3 separate regions of the Gossypium hirsutum genome follow, and all the other regions are linked to region 1. A link is a contact called in public Hi-C data. All regions are on one chromosome and are shown on one strand. The core of a region is the stretch at or near the end of the contact, and the rest is flanking DNA. Distances in the headings are between cores, read along the strand shown.

What was found. A called contact is a pair of places that touch in the nucleus more often than the background predicts.
Region 2: a Hi-C map of leaf shows a contact between it and region 1, with 1.7 times the contacts expected there. The contact joins the promoter of LOC107950773 here to the promoter of LOC107950780 in region 1. A contact is called at or near these places in 2 of 34 Hi-C or Micro-C datasets (both in leaf).
Region 3: a Hi-C map of leaf shows a contact between it and region 1, with 2.1 times the contacts expected there. The contact joins the promoter of LOC107946996 here to the promoter of LOC107950780 in region 1. A contact is called at or near these places in 4 of 34 Hi-C or Micro-C datasets (all in leaf).

What each region holds. Positions count from the first base shown.
Region 1 is chrD03:34,650,609-34,653,868 of Gossypium_hirsutum_v2.1, reverse strand. It overlaps LOC107950780 (beta-carotene isomerase D27, chloroplastic), which reads left to right and starts at 1,522. Exons shown (of 6, transcript XM_016885739.2): 1 at 1,522-2,177; 2 at 2,273-2,365; 3 at 3,101-3,162; 4 at 3,248-3,260. The coding sequence starts at 1,797. LOC107950781 (a long non-coding RNA gene) reads left to right here. Exons shown (of 2, transcript XR_001698205.2): 2 at 6-257.
Region 2 is chrD03:34,444,005-34,447,264 of Gossypium_hirsutum_v2.1, reverse strand. It overlaps LOC107950773 (auxin response factor 9), which reads right to left and starts at 1,665. Exons shown (of 14, transcript XM_016885733.2): 1 at 1,119-1,665; 2 at 869-990; 3 at 622-717; 4 at 221-277; 5 at 1-93. The coding sequence starts at 1,170.
Region 3 is chrD03:34,820,656-34,823,915 of Gossypium_hirsutum_v2.1, reverse strand. It overlaps LOC107946996 (cytochrome P450 78A9), which reads right to left and starts at 1,628. Exons shown (of 2, transcript XM_016881517.2): 1 at 578-1,628. The coding sequence starts at 1,543.

The DNA of each region.
Region 1 (3,260 bases), core at 273-2,772:
CGAAGATCAAATTTTGGAGACGTACATGTGAAGATGATTATGGCTATCAACCCCGACATGCACGTGAAGATGAAGACGAAGGAGATGAGGAGCTGTCAACCCAAATAGTGCAACGGAACCCTAGGTGTGCCTAACACCCACCCAATTGTGGCACACATTCGAGATGCCGATGATTATGTTATCTTGTAATTTTTTGTATAATTTGTTTTAATCCCAAATGTACACTTATTTACAATATACGAAACAAATTTATTAAATTGGATTGATTTGTACACAATCATATTGTGAGTTTAAAATTTACAATTATTTATGTTAATTTTTCATTTAAGTTTTTCTTTGTCCATTTGTTAAGTACAATATTTTCAGAAAGAAAAGAATTACTTAGAAGGTTCGAAAAAGGATTAAAACTTTGGCTTAAGTATTGTAATATATCTTATTTCAATAATTAATATTAACGTACATATCTGACATTAATTACCCTGATAACTCTAGTTTTACATTAATTCTAAGTAGATGGATTTTTCTATATGTTCCACAAGTCAGACCAATTCAAGCGAATCAAATGAGCCCATTTAATAAGTTGACATCTATGAGTCGTTCTATGCGCAATAATCATGAGCTTTAATTCGCGACCTGTGAGATATATATAGTATTATATATAATGTATAGTAACATTTTAGAACAAAGAAGAAAAATACCATTAAGTGAATTAGTTATAATTTTGATAAGTGACAACTCTTATTATTTAATACCTCGTTAATTATAATTTTATAATATCAATTAAGACCCATTATTAATTATTTTACAAAGTGATTTTATAAATGTATACATTTATATTATTCGAGAGTTAAAAAGAATATTTTTTATAGAGTCAATATCCGGTTTAATAGTATCGCTTATATTGGACCAAAATCTATTTTCGCCCTAAATATATACACTCATATTATTAAACATTTTAAAAATAAATAGATAAATAATATTGCTTATAAATGTATACATTTATATTATTAAATATTTTCTAAAATGCTTTCTACAAAATCAATTTATATGGTAAGAGTTAAAAATTTCTTAATCTCATTAATTATTTTACAAAGTTAATTTAAAAACTTTTTTTATATATATTAATTTTAATAATTTTTAATTTTTAATAAAAAATTTTCCATAAACTTTTTTTTCTAAAATCAATTTAAAAAGCATTTTTATTTTACTTCATCACTTTTAATAAACATTTTTATTCCTTTTTTAAAAATTAGATTAAAAAATATTTTAAAAATTACTATTCAAAATTTTTTTCCAAAAACTTATATTAATGGTTAATTTTGTTCAAATAATATAAATGTAGCTGGCTTGCTTGGCTTCACAAATTCCAGACACCGTGTTAACAGCAAAGCCAATGCGTGGCATCTCTTTAAGCCTCAGAAACATATCCGACCACTTCTCTATTCCTTCTTCCAAATGGGACCATCCTTGTTTTTTGTTTGGAAATTTCACTCTTAACCTTGCAAATGCATTTATTTAATTGTAACCAACATATTAAAATTATTTAGAATATGAACCCCAAGGACAACAAAGGAAATAATTATTAATCTTCTCTCAGTGATGATACGTATGGCCATCGATTATTCAATGGCGGCCATGCAACCTCAGCCAACCACATAATCTTTACCTTTTTTTATTAATTGTTAATGAACAGATTTGATAACTTTCAAGCAGGCAGGCAGGCTGAGCTTTTGAGTGTGCTTTCTCGAGAGGAAAAAAAAAACAAACAAACAAACAGCAGTTAAAAGCATAAAACCATGGTGGCTTTAGGCCTCCAAGCCACACATTTGATTTCCCCTCAAAAGTTACCAATACGTAAACAAAGAACCTTTAGCAACATTGTCATCCGGAGTAGTATTGCAGAGCCGTCGGGAGAACCAGCACCATTGGGACAAAAAACTAAATACAACGATGGGTTGTTTGCCAAGGCATTTATGGGTCTTTTCGCCCGCAAGATGGAGAAGTTCGCGGCTGCACCAAAAGCTGGAACAGAACCAAAGAAAGGGGTTTTCGACTATGACTATGAGAGCTTTGTTGAGGTGTCAAAGAGAGTAATGCAAGGGAGGTCTCGGTTGCAGCAGCAACAAGTGGTCCGACAAGTGCTCTTGTCCATGCTCCCACCCGGCGCACCAGCTCAGGTGAACAACTTATTATAGTTTTAAAAATTGGAACTGTTCGGTAAGTTGTGTTTTAAAGTAATTATCATGTAACCTTGTTGCTGCTATGGATGCAGTTTCGGAAATTGTTTCCACCAACAAAGTGGGCTGCAGAGTTCAATGCTGCACTCACTGTTCCTTTCTTCTACTGGTTAGTTGGTCCATCTGAGGTAAATTTTGTTTACTCTTTGCTGTTTTGCACTTTCTTCTGTCATCTAATTGTAACCAATGTTACTTGGTACGATGAATGAACATTAGAGATAAAATTTTTAGATTGCATTTTGTTTTCTTATTAAAAAATGGTAAATTAATTTTTATATATTAGATAAAAAAATAAATTAGTCATTTCTCTTAAAAATTTCACCAATTTATACCATTAAAAACTGGCATGATTGATGAAAAAATCAGACAATAAGGCATGACATGCCACGTATACCTCATGTTAACATACACTAATCAGTTTTTAAACAGTAGAAATTGATAAAATTTTTAACAGAACTAATTTACTCATTCTGTTTAGTATAAGAGACAAAATACAATTCAACCCTTGATACAATAGACTTTATGATATTTTTACTCAATACAATTTCTATATGATACTTTTACCAAAAATTAAAACCTAATTCGGTAGGAATTTTCTATATAAATACCAAATAAACACAATTTAAAGTTTGTGAATGGTTAATTCTACTCAATAATGTTATAATAAATGCGATTTTTGTAACAGAGGTGGTAACATTTTATTGGATTCCCTGCTTTTCAATGTAAGATAAAGGTTATACCCCTTTGATCATAATCCTAAATGGTCATCATTCCAAGCAACATAAGCTTGCGTTTCAACATCTAAAACTCACACTTTCTGCATTTTTGCATCTCTAATTCTAACTGATAATAATATTTATTAGGTTGTGGAAGTGGAGATAAATGGAGTGAAGCAAAAAAGTGGGGTTCATATTAAGAAATGCAGGTACAGAACTTGATTCATTCATTCATATATGAATTCATGAATGCTCTTAAATCTACTTAATTCTGCAATATTTTTTTCTCTAAAGGTACCTAGAGAAC
Region 2 (3,260 bases), core at 416-2,915, 210 kb after region 1:
GGTATCAGAGGCTGTTAAAACCTTGCAGAAAGAACAGACAGTAGGTTTTGGAGGCTCCGGAGGACATGCATCAGGAGTTGTTGGCTCAGGTTGCTATCCATGCCAAAAACATGATTAGTGATCACTAATATCAAACAATAAAAGAAAAAGAAAAACCAACTCTCCTGCATTCTAATACTGGAAGATTTTCAAATCAGAAACAAATAAAATTGGTTCTTACATTTGGCTCCGGCATCAAAGTTATTTGTGCATAAACTTCATCTGTTTCTTGTTCAGCCTACAAACATTGTAACAATAAGTGCATAAAAAGTTATTCCCAAATCAATCATGTTGATAGAATACTATAATGGTCCACCAGGTCCACATGACTTACGATCTGACTGAAACCCCAATTTATTGAGCCAGTGAAACCAATTTCTCAGAAAAAAGAAACTATTTATTCAAAATTCAAGGTTTTACAATCTTTTCAAGATCAAAACAATAGAAAAACTGGTAACCTCTAAACATATTACTCACTTCCTTTTTCCTCTCCGTTTTTTAAGCAATCAGAAGTCCAAAACACAACTAGAGATTACCGTGGCCTATGCAAAGTCAAATAAAAAACCAGAAAGAGAAAATTACCAGAAACTGAATGTGAACAACACTGCAAAGTATCTTCGATGGAAGATTAAACAAAGGAATCCTCTGATTCAACTCCTGATTCGTCGACGCTTCCAACTAAAACAATCCCTCGCCAAAACAGCAAAATCCCAATCAATAACCCGAAAATAACCATTTCTATAAAAGGAGATAATTCCAAATAAAACCAAACAGGAATATGTTCGACACAAAAATGAAAAAAAAAACGAAAAACGAAAAGAGGCTTTACCTGTTCCATATGTCCTTGAGGAAAATAATAGACTCTCTCTCTAGCTCGAGGAGCCTCAACCAGGGGTCCCGCACATAACTTCCATAACTCCATGTATAGATCATCTCCTCCATTTCCTTTAACTCAAAAAAGAAAGTGAAGAAAAAAAAGGTTTCAAAAATTTTCCAAAAAATCAAAGAAAAATAAAAACAATTTAAAGAAAAATATAGAATCAACGTTCAATCTGTATGAATTCTTTTATTTCGTTTACCTTCGGAGGAAACATTATTTGTCTGTGAAAACACCCCTCCCCGATTCGACATTATTGAACCCTCTCCGACTCTTCAAGTCAACAACGAGCAACAGCAACAAATTTGGAACAAAAAACCTCCAAAGAGAGAAGCTAAATCCTCCAAAAACGCTCTAATAAACCTTATTTTACACTCTTTAGCACCACAATAAAAGCCAAATAATTACGAAACTGCTCGAATTCCTGACAAAAAAATCTACACCTCCCTCACACTATTTTTCCTCCCTCCCTATCGTAACCGTCGCGAGATCCAATACCGTAACGGAAAACAGCTTTAACCGTACAAATCTGCCGTCGTTCACCTCGCTTTCAGTATAGCTTTTCGCTGCTCTGTAAAAAGGAAACGCCGTTAGCAGAGAGAATCAACCTAAAATCCTACGCTCGACTCTTATGATACGCGACTTTGTTCTCAATTCTTCTTTCCCTCTTTTTTTTTTACTTTCTCTCTCTTTTTGTTTTGGGTTTCTAACAAAGGAGCGTTTTTTTTTTTTGTAAATCGAGTGTGTAAAGCTAATTTAACGAACTCTGGTTCCGGATTTAACTGAGACAGTCAGGGGATTAACGTGACGAGACCATTTTTTAACGGCAAACGGTGGAAAGCCGTTTCTCAACGGCGTTTTAGGTACGGATGATGGGGGACATTGGGATGAGTGTGGTTGGGGTTAACGGTGTTATTTTTTACGTCTCTTTCGTTGGCTGCTTCGAAACAGGCAAAAGGGTGGTTGGCTCGAGTTATAAACCCCAAAGACATTTGGGTTGAGGGTTTTTTATTTTTTATTTTCCTCTCGTTTTCTTACATTTAATTTAATTTAATTTATTTTTGTAGGTCAAATAACAGTTTTAATCCCTCTATTATGCTTAACTTTAAATTTTAATCTGTATACTTTAATTATATATTTTTATAATATTATTAATTAGTAAAAATAGTAAACACCTGATTAAATATATTAATGTAAAAATTTTAAAACATTTTATGCCAACATAAATTTGCTTGCGTAGGGTAAAATTTCATAACGAATAAAATTGAAGGACCAAAATCTAAATTGAATTGAGGAAGTAGTAATAATTAGGGGGAGGGGGGAATCTGCCACAGAGGAGTGCGGGGTCCACGTGAAACACGTGCAAAGTGTTGGATCTTGATGCTTTGTAACCCTGTTGCTGTACTTTTTCCCAGACAAACTGCGAGCGGTTCGGTGGTCCAACACTGTACACGTCACTCCCTTTTGCCGAAATGGAGTTCACACGTGGTTGGGTTTATGCGGGGCTCCACCTCCACATGTACTCTTTCTATAACGCCGTCGTTTTAGATTATTATTAGTTTATTCATCAATCTGTCACGTTACTCGCTTCCTTTCGTCATCAAGCAACAAGTAGTAGCGAGGAAAGGAAACAGTGACCCCACCCCCTTTGAAACGTCCACATTCTCCCCCATTCAACCCTCAAAAGTAAAAATATCAAATTTGAATATTTGACCTTGAGTCAATCTAAAACCTCTCTTTTTTTTTTTCTTTTTTCTTTTTTTGCATTATTAATAATTTTATTCAAAAGAAAACACCCACCAACTAACAATTTCGTAGGTTTAATTTTTTTATTATTAGAATTAATGGAAACAAAAAAGAAATCTTAACCGATATAGGTTTCGATCCAATTCAGGGTTATAAAATATATATTTTGTTTTGAAGATCCAGTTAACAAAAAGAACCCTTCTACCTCACGATAATTGTAAAAATATCCTTATATAACATATAAATTAACTTAAAGTTTTATGTTATACTATATAGTGTAATTTGTTTCCGGATTTTACTATTCCATTAATGTTTATTACATTCTACTTTTTTTTTCATGAAACGTGTTATCGTTATCAAAAACATCTTTATTTAAAATTTAAAATTTAAAATTAATTTATATTTAATTATTATACAAATAATTTATATTAATTACTATATTTCTATTAAGTTATTTAATTATCATTTAAATTAACTATTTATTTAACTTTTAAGACCTAAAAGATATTCTAATTCATTAGAACGACTCCATAATCATGAATGCCCAATTAAGAGTCAAGTATCATCTCGTAAGCAACAAGGAAACAAATCAAGCAGA
Region 3 (3,260 bases), core at 379-2,878, 170 kb before region 1:
ATATTTTTTCTATAATATATTTTGTATTAAACGTTAAAATACTAACACCAAATATTAATTACTCCTTTTGTGCTGTTGGTTTTTAGAAAATAACATGCAAGAGAAAAAAATGCAAATAAAAAATTAAATTATGTTAAGATAATTTTAAGGTTATATAAATGAGGCTTCATTTTTCTCTTGCATGATGTTTACAAAAGAGTAAATAATTAAAGTTTTGTGATAGCAGGTCTCAATAACATCAACGGGATTTAGAGTTTTTAAATTAAGATGCTTGCTTACGAATATATAATATTATTAATGGCACTCTACCAATAAAAAACACTGAATACTATAATTTTATTACATAATAATAAATTTACTTTAATGAAAAATAAATTATTAGTTTTTAAAAAAAAATTATAAAAGTCAACAGTGAGTTGCGGGATTAAAGTTTTAATTTAAAAGTTGGAAGATATAAGGATTAAATTTATTTGGATGGGGATGACTATAAAGTTGTTTTTAGATGGTGCTATAAGTTAAAAATAATTTTAGTTAATTAATTTCCAAGAGGCAATAACTCAAAAGCCTTGTTGCTTACCCAAAGAACGGCAATCATGTCGTTGTCGGAGAGCCTATCCGGTCCACTCAGAGAAAGTAAAACGTCCACGAAATCATGGTTTCTTTCCCCGCTTTTGAGCTTATGTTCTTCAATGATTCCTTTCACCAACTTGTTCACTTTGGGAACAAGCCCCGAGCATCGATGCCGGATTTTTTGAAGGTCCAAACCACCAAGCCATGGGAGATGATCAGACCAATTGAGCTTCCCTAGTAACTCGTAACCTTCTTCAACGAGCCGGCTCAGTTCTTCGGTTTCACAATTTGACGAACTCAGTTGATAATTACACCCAAACACCGAGCGCATCATGTTGTTAAGGGACGCTTTCTTTAGTATATCACGTACAGTGAACTCCCCACCGCGACTTGCTATCATAGACACCATTTGGGAGGCGATATCAAGCCTCTGTGAGGCGGTGGAGATGATTTGTTTAGGCGAAAAAAGATGCGTCGCTGCAATTCTTCTTAGGGTTCGCCAGTAAACACCGTAAGGAGCGAAACCGATGGCTCTGTTGAACATTAGACTGTATGCTGATTGTTTCATTGGACGGTCAGCAAAAACAGAACTGTTGAGTATCTCTTTGGCCACATCAGGGTTGCATGTAATGATAACCCGTGTATCACCCAAGCTAAAGGCCATGAGTCGCTTGGCACTAAAACATATGGCTGCAGAACAAAGCTTGCGGTGAGCCAGGTTTATCATGAGGTCCATGCTTCCGAGAACCGGGAACCCTCGTGGCCCTGGAATAATGGTTTTTGTGGTTCCTTTTTGGCGCCGCCTGTAATACTTACCCCAAGCAGGGCCTCCAGGGTAGAACCAGAACCAGAGGGCCATGGCCAACCAAGCCATGCAAAGGGAAAGAAGAAGCAAAATGGTGTTTGAGGAAGAGAAAGTTTTGCATTTGGAAGCAAGAAACAAAACCCAGAAACAATCAGTTTTGGTTTCCATGAAGGAGGAAAGTGGGGCGGGGGAGGTAATGTTTGTATAGAATTTGAAGAATCAAGGTTTCCGTTTTTGGTGTTAAACTAAGAAATGGGAGGTCTGTTTATATAGAGGTTTTTGCGGAGTAATAAAATAACTCAGCTAATGTGTCAGGTTGATTATTAGAAATATTGTAATAATATTGAATTTTGAATTCAAGTTTTAAAGATAATATTGTTGAGAGAAGTATTTATTAAAAGTTCATGAGTCAGGTTAGGATGGATTTAAGTTTGATTTTATTATATTTTATGTTTATTTAAGTTTTACTCGACTCAAAATATGAGTTTGAAATTTTATTTAATTTTGCTTATATTTATAAATGATTAACTCAAATTTATTTTAATCTTACACATACTATTTTTAATTTTTTTACAAATATTTGTATACTTTTTAATTTAATATATCTTCTTTTACTAAAGTTTTATATATAAACATCTCATCACTTTTTAATCTTTACATTATTGTAGTATATATGATCATATATTTAATTTTATGTGTTATAAATTACACAATATATAAAAAATAACATAATATAATATATTTTAAATTAAAATAAAATAAGTTGTATTGGACTCAAGTCTTGAATGTTCGAATCTGTATCTGACTTATATATTTTTGGGCCTAATAATTTTAACTAAATCTCCAAAATTTTAACTAACTCTCGAGTTTTAACAAATAACTCAATCTACAATCATGTGTAGTAGCCGCTATCAAAGAGATTAAAATTTTATAATCTTAAAATCAACATTAAGAATAGTTTGATTATTAAAAAAAGTTATTAACTTCACAAAGAAAGAGCCGTAAAGATGTGGATATTTTCTTAACCAATATTTCATAGATATAAAAAGTAATTTTAAGAAAGTTGTTCCTTTGTTTAAAAATCTAATCATAATCTAACGTGATTATGAGAAAATAAATTTAACTTTATAATGGAAATGAATAAAACAAAAGGAAAAGTTAAGGAGTTAAACATCAATGTCCGCCGCCACTAGCATAAATAACGGAAAACAGAGATTCGAGGAGCCCGTGCCCCACTCGCAATTCAGCTGGCGTGGTGGTTCATTTCTTAGAACAACCTAGGCCAAGCTTAGTCCATATCATAGACACCTAGCAAAGTTGCCATCCTTTTCGATCAATAGTATATTCCAGCCCCTTTTTGTTGTGCGAAGCTAAAGTGGCATTAAAGAGGGCAAGAGTACTATGAAATTATCTGTCTGTATTGGAGTTGAATTGTTTTTAACTTTTTCTATTAAAAATAAATAAATTAATATTTTTACATTAAATCAAAAAATAAATTAATTTTTTATTTAAAATTTTTTATTTATTTTTATTATTAAAATTAACGTTGCTAATAAAATAATTAGACAATTATATTAGATATGTCATGTTTACTTCATGTTGATATAATTAATCGATTTTTAACAATAAAAATAGATAGAATTTAAAAACTCTCATTTACTTAATTTAATGTACAGAAATTAAATTATCCATTTTTTTAAATAAAAAAATAAAATATAAATTGACTCTTATTATAAGTACCTCAAAAATACTTAGTTAAAAGGGTTTTTCAATTGAAAATGAACAGGGAAGTTAATGGCCATGTACATGAAAGTGAGTGACCCAACCTGAAAGCAAAAAAAAAAAAAATTATGAAGCACGCATAAAGATCTTTCAAGTTGATGAT